Regions from separate parts of the Mus musculus genome. Here region 2 is linked to region 1. Evidence: chromatin contacts called from public HiChIP or PLAC-seq data. All regions are on one chromosome and are shown on one strand. Each heading gives the region's core, a stretch centred on a gene start, on an enhancer-like site or on the middle of the called end of the contact. The rest is flanking DNA. Distances are from core to core; before and after follow the strand shown. Region 1 holds the start of P3h4 (prolyl 3-hydroxylase family member 4 (non-enzymatic)). Region 2 overlaps Atp6v0a1 (ATPase, H+ transporting, lysosomal V0 subunit A1).

The links. HiChIP or PLAC-seq counts read pairs in DNA pulled down with a chosen protein or histone mark.
Region 2: an HNF4G HiChIP or PLAC-seq map of pancreatic cancer cells shows a contact between it and region 1. The contact joins the enhancer-like site here to the promoter of P3h4 in region 1. A contact is called at or near these places in 3 of 39 promoter capture datasets (embryonic stem cells, liver and pre-B cells), 1 of 15 datasets of contacts at CTCF or cohesin (embryonic stem cells), 2 of 484 Hi-C or Micro-C datasets (B cells and the G1E-ER4 cell line), 1 of 115 datasets of contacts at active chromatin or transcription factors (pancreatic cancer cells) and 2 of 9 other capture datasets (embryonic stem cells and liver).

What each region holds. Positions count from the first base shown.
Region 1 is chr11:100,412,863-100,416,255 of GRCm38.p6, forward strand. P3h4 (prolyl 3-hydroxylase family member 4 (non-enzymatic)) reads right to left here and starts at 1,854. Exons shown (of 8, transcript NM_176830.3): 1 at 1,315-1,854; 2 at 1,065-1,217; 3 at 747-918. The coding sequence starts at 1,794. It overlaps Fkbp10 (FK506 binding protein 10), which reads left to right and starts at 2,832. Exons shown (of 10, transcript NM_010221.2): 1 at 2,832-3,163. The coding sequence starts at 2,922.
Region 2 is chr11:101,055,362-101,058,754 of GRCm38.p6, forward strand. Atp6v0a1 (ATPase, H+ transporting, lysosomal V0 subunit A1) reads left to right here. Exons shown (of 22, transcript NM_016920.4): 21 at 73-244. Among named protein-coding and RNA genes, the nearest start is that of Naglu, 13 kb to the right of the region's middle. Within about 2 kb of position 1,685, at least 108 of the 459 cell types and tissues checked have an H3K27ac peak or open chromatin away from gene starts, as enhancers often do. A contact at or near this core is called in the G1E-ER4 cell line, liver and pancreatic cancer cells, where this site is marked.

The DNA of each region.
Region 1 (3,393 bases), core at 604-3,103:
TGCTAACCCTGATCCCTGGTGGAGACCAAGATCTGCTATGGAGCCTGCTTTCCTTGTCCAGAGTTCCTGGGTTAACATGTATGAAATGCTTGTCACACAGTATATTGTGCAGGCAAAGAAGCACTTGTTTCCTACTGCCCCGTAACCGAATCCCTGTCTGACATGAGAGAGAGAGAGAGAGACAGAGAGAGAGAGAGAGTGTGTGTTCTGGGAGAATAGGGGTCCTGATAATAGTTCTTTCTGCCTCACCGCTACCTCCCTTGAAGGGCCTTGTGGTCACGGATCCAAAGACTAGCTGTGGTTCCTCCACCCAGCCCTGCTTTCTGCACACACCTGCCTGGAGTCAATTCCTCATCTCCGTTGTTGTTCGAGACAAGGTCTATAAAGCTTCAGTTGCCCAGGAACTCACTCTGTAGACCAGGCTGGCATTGGACTCACAGAGATCAGTCTACTTCTGCCTCCTGAGTGCTGGGATTAAAGGCCTGTGCCACCGTGCCCTGTTCTTTTGTTTTTTGAGGCAATCTATTTCTCTATATAGCTGACCCAGAATTTGCTATGTATACCAGCATTTCTCTCATCAGACTGGAGACAGAAAAGGCCTGACTCGTGTGTAGCTTTGGAGCACTTTGCTAGACCTGTTGAATGCGGTCACCGGACATAGCCACGCATTAAGAGGCCTTAGAAGGCCTGGGAAGCCAGGGCACTGTGGGTGAGGGATACCTCACAGTGGTCTGAATGGTATATACCTGCTATCGCTGGGTAGAAGTCCTTGAAGTCTACCTGCTCGTGGGCCCCCTCACAGCCAGCTAGACACCGAGCAAAGACCGTCATATATTCAGCCAGGGCCCGCTCCATGTCTTCTGTGCTGCTGCGAAAGTCCCCGCTGTTGTAAAGTTTCACAGCCCGGAGGAACACAGCCTGGAGAGGTGCATGGCGGGGGTAGTCAAGAAGACCCCGAAGGCTCATAAGGTGTGTGTGTGTGTGTGTGTGTGTGTGTGTGTGTTGGGTGAAGAGGTTGTAGGAAGGTGTACCAAGGCTAGCCATCCCTCCCACTCTCTCCACACCTCGTAGGGCTGGGCCTCCAGGTCGGTGAGGGACTCATCTCCAATATCCAGCATCCCCCTGTAGTAGTTGAGATACTTGGCGGTCAGCTCGTGCTTGGGGTTCCTCTGGAGGAAGGTGTAGGCCGCAGCCACCGCCTTCTCCAGTCGGTTCGCCTGGTGAGGAGCGTGGGGAGTGGGTCAGTGGGGGCCTCGGACGCACCGCGGGCCTCACGTTCTAGGGAAACTCGACGGCGGCCCCGGCCGCGCCCACCTTGAAGTGCGCGTAGTGCAGGTACTGATAGGGCAGGCGGCTCTGGAAGTCGCGCAGCAGCTGCCGCGGTGGGTAAGGGACTTGAAAGGCGGGCAGCGTCTTCTTGCAGCGCCGCAGGCAGGCGGCGCGCTCCAGGACGTGACCGAAGAGCCGCAGCTCGCGAGCCCAGTCCTCGCCATCGCCGTCGTGGTCGCCGTCCGGGCCGGACGCGGGCCGAGGCTGAGAGGTGGCGGGGCCACTACAGTTGGCGTGGCAGAAGGCCTCGCTGTCGCGCAGCAGCCGGTGCAGCCGCAGCGCCGCCTCCAGGTAGCGCGCGCTCTCGCGCCAGCTTTCGCCTTCGTATTGCTCCAGAGCGTGGCCGTAGGCCGTGGCCAGTGGCATCAGGTCCTCCGGAGGGAATCCTCGGAAGCTGTATTTCTCGTACTGGGCCCCGGCGCTGCCCAGCAGCAGCCACAGCAGCCCCCACGCCCCGCGAGCCATGCCCGCACCGCGCCCGGAGGCTTACGGAGCAGCCGGCGACCGTCGGGCTCCAGCCAGCTCGGGCTCCAGCCCAGCCCACCCCCAACCCCCGGAGCTCCTGCTGGGTCTTAGCGCCGGGCCCTAGGCTAGAGCCGGGAGGCTGGAATGCCTCTCTAGGACCGTCAGTTGACGCTCGAGTCCACTACGTGGGCTGGCCCTCGACCACTAGCAATGCTTACACCACCACTGGCCCTCCCTGGCAGACACGGGTGGGTGGGGCTACGTTTCACGCCCAGAAAGCCCCTCCCCACAGCAGTGTCGTCCCCCCCCCCCCCCTTAAGTGCCACCTCTGTCCTTTGCGTAGGCAAAGTGGACGAAGTCACATAATCTGGTCTTTTTCTCCTCGAGTCTCCTCTGCTCCCCCTAGGTGGCCCGGTAAACACCCGCGCTGACGTCGAGGCGTACACACCTCTTGTTACCCCGCACACCTAGCACTGACACCATCAGCCTCCCGCCGGAGCAAGATTCCTGTGTCTTCAGTGCAGCCAGGCTTTTGCAGGACAAAACAACCTTTCACCTAGAGAACATTCTCCCTAACCCCCCTTTCCTCTAACCTTTCGCGGGAGGAGAGTTGGGGCGGGTGTGTGTGTGTGTGTGTGTGTGTGTGTGTGTGTGTGTAGAACTGAAATAGCCCTCAGATTACAGCCTCACCTGCACCAGAAGGGGCCTAGATTTGGGGTGCCAGGGAAAGCTAGAGATTCCTCCAACAGGCTTTAGGACCCAGAGACTCTGGAAAAAACTTTTTCATTTTGGAAGTCCACTCCAACTTCTCATCTTTCCCGAACCTCCCTCTGGGCCAGGCCCCGGGTCTCAGTCCCGGATGGAGTTTTGGGGGAGGGAGACTCAGAGATCTTTGTGGCAAATTCCTTGGACTCCAGAGACTCTCAACCTGGCCCCCACCTCCTAGTTCACCATAAAACATCACCCTGCCCGGCCAGCTCATTCTCCCCAGCCCCCATTCCACGTGGACCCGCCAGGGCGGGGTGGGGAGAGAGGACAGGAAGGGGGGGAGTCAGCTCTGAGAGGAGGGGGAAGGAGGCTAGCGGCTGGCGTCCGCTCTCACTGCCGGCGTCCCTGGTCTGGGCACCATGTTCCTTGTGGGGTCCTCCAGCCACACCCTCCATCGGCTCCGCATACTGCCGTTGCTGTTGCTTCTACAGACCTTGGAGAGGGGACTGGGCCGTGCCAGCCCGGCCGGAGCCCCCTTGGAAGATGTGGTCATCGAGAGATACCACATCCCTCGGGCCTGTCCCCGAGAAGTGCAGATGGGGGATTTTGTGCGTTACCACTACAATGGCACTTTCGAAGACGGGAAAAAGTTTGACTCCAGGTAAGAGCTTGGGCACTCCCGGACTCAGCACCACTTTCCTGAGCTTCCAGAGAATGTTGCCCCTTCTAAGGTTTGCATTCCTGTAGTGCTTTCATAATCCTTTGCCACAAACAGCATCCTGGGGAGAGCACCTCAAAGGATGCCTCCTATCTTCAATACCAAATTTTCAATTCCTAAAATATTCCCGCCCCCGCCCACGACCCCCTCCTAGCCCCCTGGAATATTTGATG
Region 2 (3,393 bases), core at 435-2,934, 640 kb after region 1:
AATGGGGGAAGAGCAAACCGCCAGGCTCCCTTTTGCTAAACTCAGTTGCACCTTGTGTCTCCCCACCCCCAGAGCTCTCTGAAGTACTTTGGACCATGGTGATCCACATTGGCCTGCACGTCCGGAGTTTGGCCGGGGGTCTAGGGCTGTTTTTCATCTTCGCCGCCTTTGCCACGCTGACCGTGGCTATCCTGCTGATCATGGAGGGCCTCTCGGCCTTCCTCCACGCGCTGCGGTTACACTGGTGAGTGGCAGGGGGCCAGGGGTGGGGCAGGCCACGCCTTTGCTCACAAAGAGTAGACAGTCCTCTTGCTTGGCACCAGAAGTCTGTCCCTCCTCCAGCTCTCACCGCACATCCCTCCCCCACTTTCCTAGCACAGGGAAGGGCCACAGGAAAGCCCAGCTCATCTTTTCATGGCTTCCGGGAAAGGACCTGCTCCTTGCTTCAGTATTCCTCAGTGCTTCCAATTGTGCTTATAGAGTGGAGAGGGAGTTGTGGTAACAGGTCTAGTTTTATTGTTGTTTGTTTGTTTGTTTGTTTGATGTTTAAACAGGGTCTCACCGTATAGCTAGGCTGGCCTTGAACTCACAATTCTCTTGCTTCAACTTTTCAAGTGTTAGGATTATAGGCAAAAACTACCCTGCACAGCTAGGAGTTCATTTTGTGTGTGGGTGTTTCTGTTTTGTTCTGGCCTGTGACTCCTGTCTTTAGAGCACTAGACTGGACCCCTTGCTGCCTTGGTGGGATGCTAGCTATACTAAAGCAGCTTTTCCAAAGGTGGTGTGGTGTGTGTGTGCTCGCATGTGTGTGTGTAGGGCCGTGGTGTGTGTTCGCTAATGTACCATGTGACCCTTAGGGACTCTATATGAAGAAATGGTTCAGGAACAGAGGAGCTAGAGGCTGGGCTGTGACTGTGAGTTCAAAAGAGGGTTGCTAGGCCTAGCAAATACCAATACAAGAGAAGTCTAGCGATGTGGCCCAGTTAAAGCATTTGCCATCAAGTCTGACGACCCGAGTTTGATCCCTTGGAACCACATGATGGAAGGAGAGAGCCAACCTTTGCAAGTTGTCCACTGGCCTTCAGATGTGTACACTTACACCCCACACACACACACACACACGCAACTGTAATTTAAGAATTCTTTAGTAATACAGGATGTTCAGTTAGATTGAGTTTCAGATAAATAGTGAATATAATTTTTGTATGAATTCTCCTAAAGGCCAGGAAGCCTGTGTTTTGCTAGCAGCCCTGCCTCAGACTCTGCCTCTTTGGGGCTCCATTTACCCCTTGGTGCTGTGTTCCCCATTTCAGGAAAGGGTTAATCCCAGCATCCTGGGAAGCTCTAGTTGACCCCACACTGTGAAGGGATCACAAACTCAGAAAGCCCTGGCTGAGGTGGTGTGGGTGATCTCCGTTCCAGGAGGGCTTTGCACAGCCCTGACCTGAGAAGCCTTGCCTCTGTGACCCTCATCTTCCTCTCCTGGCTTGCATTGCAAGTTTAAGATCCTGTGCCTGGCTGTACCAGGCTATGGGGAGACTTGCTGCATGTTAGAGGCGGGCTGTAGTCCTCCCTCCATAGCTGCTTTAGAAGGCCTGTGCTGCTGTGTCAGCAGAAGCTGCTGTCTCTTGAGCTGGCCCTCTCTGAGCCGGCCCTCTCCTCCTGGCTCCTCTTCTCTGCACCCAGTGGTTTGTTTACTGTAAGCCTGGGAGGTTGGGAGTGCTGCGTGCTTTCAGCTGCCGGCTTGGCACCCTCTCTTCAGTTTATCAGCCAGCACGCTCCACTCCGCAGCATACCTCCCCAGCCACTCCAGTAAGGAGTGTCTGTGTAACGAGCCCCCCGCCCTGTGACTCACTTTTTCTTGTCCTCTTGACCCCCTTTGCTTTCATGTTCCCATCTGTGTCTCCAGAGCTGATCTGAGGAGAGAGCGCCTACCTCTCATTAGTTCCTGCCTGTGTTAAAGCCTGGTTGCCTCCTATGCTGGGCACGGTGAGGAGCCATGAAGCTTGGATCAGAACCATCAGGCAGACCAACAAGGCAGGGGCGCCCTGTTCTGAGGAGGTTGCCTGGCCCTGGGTCTCATGTTTATCAGGAGCTGAGGCAGTTTGGGGTGCTATGTTTTATTGCCAGAACGTCCATGATTGCAGGCTTACCTTTGGCCTTTAAGTGACCGTGTGCCTTCCTCCACTCTCCTAAAGGAACGTGGAGGCGTAGCGGTAGTGTGAAGTAGGCTTCTGAGACAAACTGCCCTCACTGGCAGCTGATCCTGAGCTCTCTGAACATGACTTGGTCTTGTGTGGAGAGAGACGATGATAGCCATGTGGCAAAGTTACTGTGAGAAACAGAAAATAATATACACGCTAAGTGTCTGCTACATGGCCTGACACACCATAATAGACCATGGCTGAAAGTCCACCGCCCTACAGAGAGACCTGGCTGCGTGTGCCCCATAAACAAACTTCTTAGGCTGGTTAGAGGATGGGAGGCGCTTGCTGGCATCTGAATGCCCTAATGCATAGTCTGCGAGCACAGGCTTGTAGTATGCGTCTCATGTTGTTTGTCTGTATGGCAGTATAAGTATTGAGTAGAAGAGGAGACTCTCGGAGGAAGCCTCCTGCACCTTTCAAAACCCTGGCTTTGGAGGGATGGGTGGCTGCTGAGATGGGGCACCACCAATTTTAATTGGTGCTTGGGCGCCCTCTATTGGCCAAATTCAGAAGTATGCCAAGACCTAGAAGGAGCTGAGCAGGTGCTAGCCCTTTGCTGAGAGATGGAACAGCTAGCTGGTGCTTGCCAAAATGGTCCAGGGATAGCGCTCATGATTCCTGGCACCAGACACAAGCATCTTCATGCCTCACACAGTCTCTTGGCATTTCCCTGATACACAAGTTCTGAGTTTCTGTGGTGGGATTGAGAAGAAAAACACTTAAATTAAGTTTGATTTGATTTGATAGCACAAACCACTAGTCTGAGATTTGTGAAGGTCATAAAGTCAGTGACATTTGAAGATATAGTTTCCTTTTGGGTTGTGCCTCTTCCCACCTACCACGTAGCATGCGCTTGGTATTCATGCTCACCATAACTAGACAGGAAGCAGGGATCTGGCTGTAACCAGCCATCAGGATGAAACATAAGACTGCTGTCATGAGACAGGAGTCCATATGTGTCCATGCTGGTTAATGAAACAGAACTGGGAGTAGGCCTTAGAAATGGTGTGGTGCCTGGGGGAAAAAAAAGTCCTGGGAAGATAGTTGCAGGCTGACAGCGCTGCCTGAGGTCCAAACCATCAGACAATGTAAGCCCTGGAGGCAGAGCCCAAGAAGCAGCCGCTCTAGGCCTCTTCCAAAGCTGTTCCCCTCCACCACACCCCACCAGCAAGGGAAGAGGCCCCAC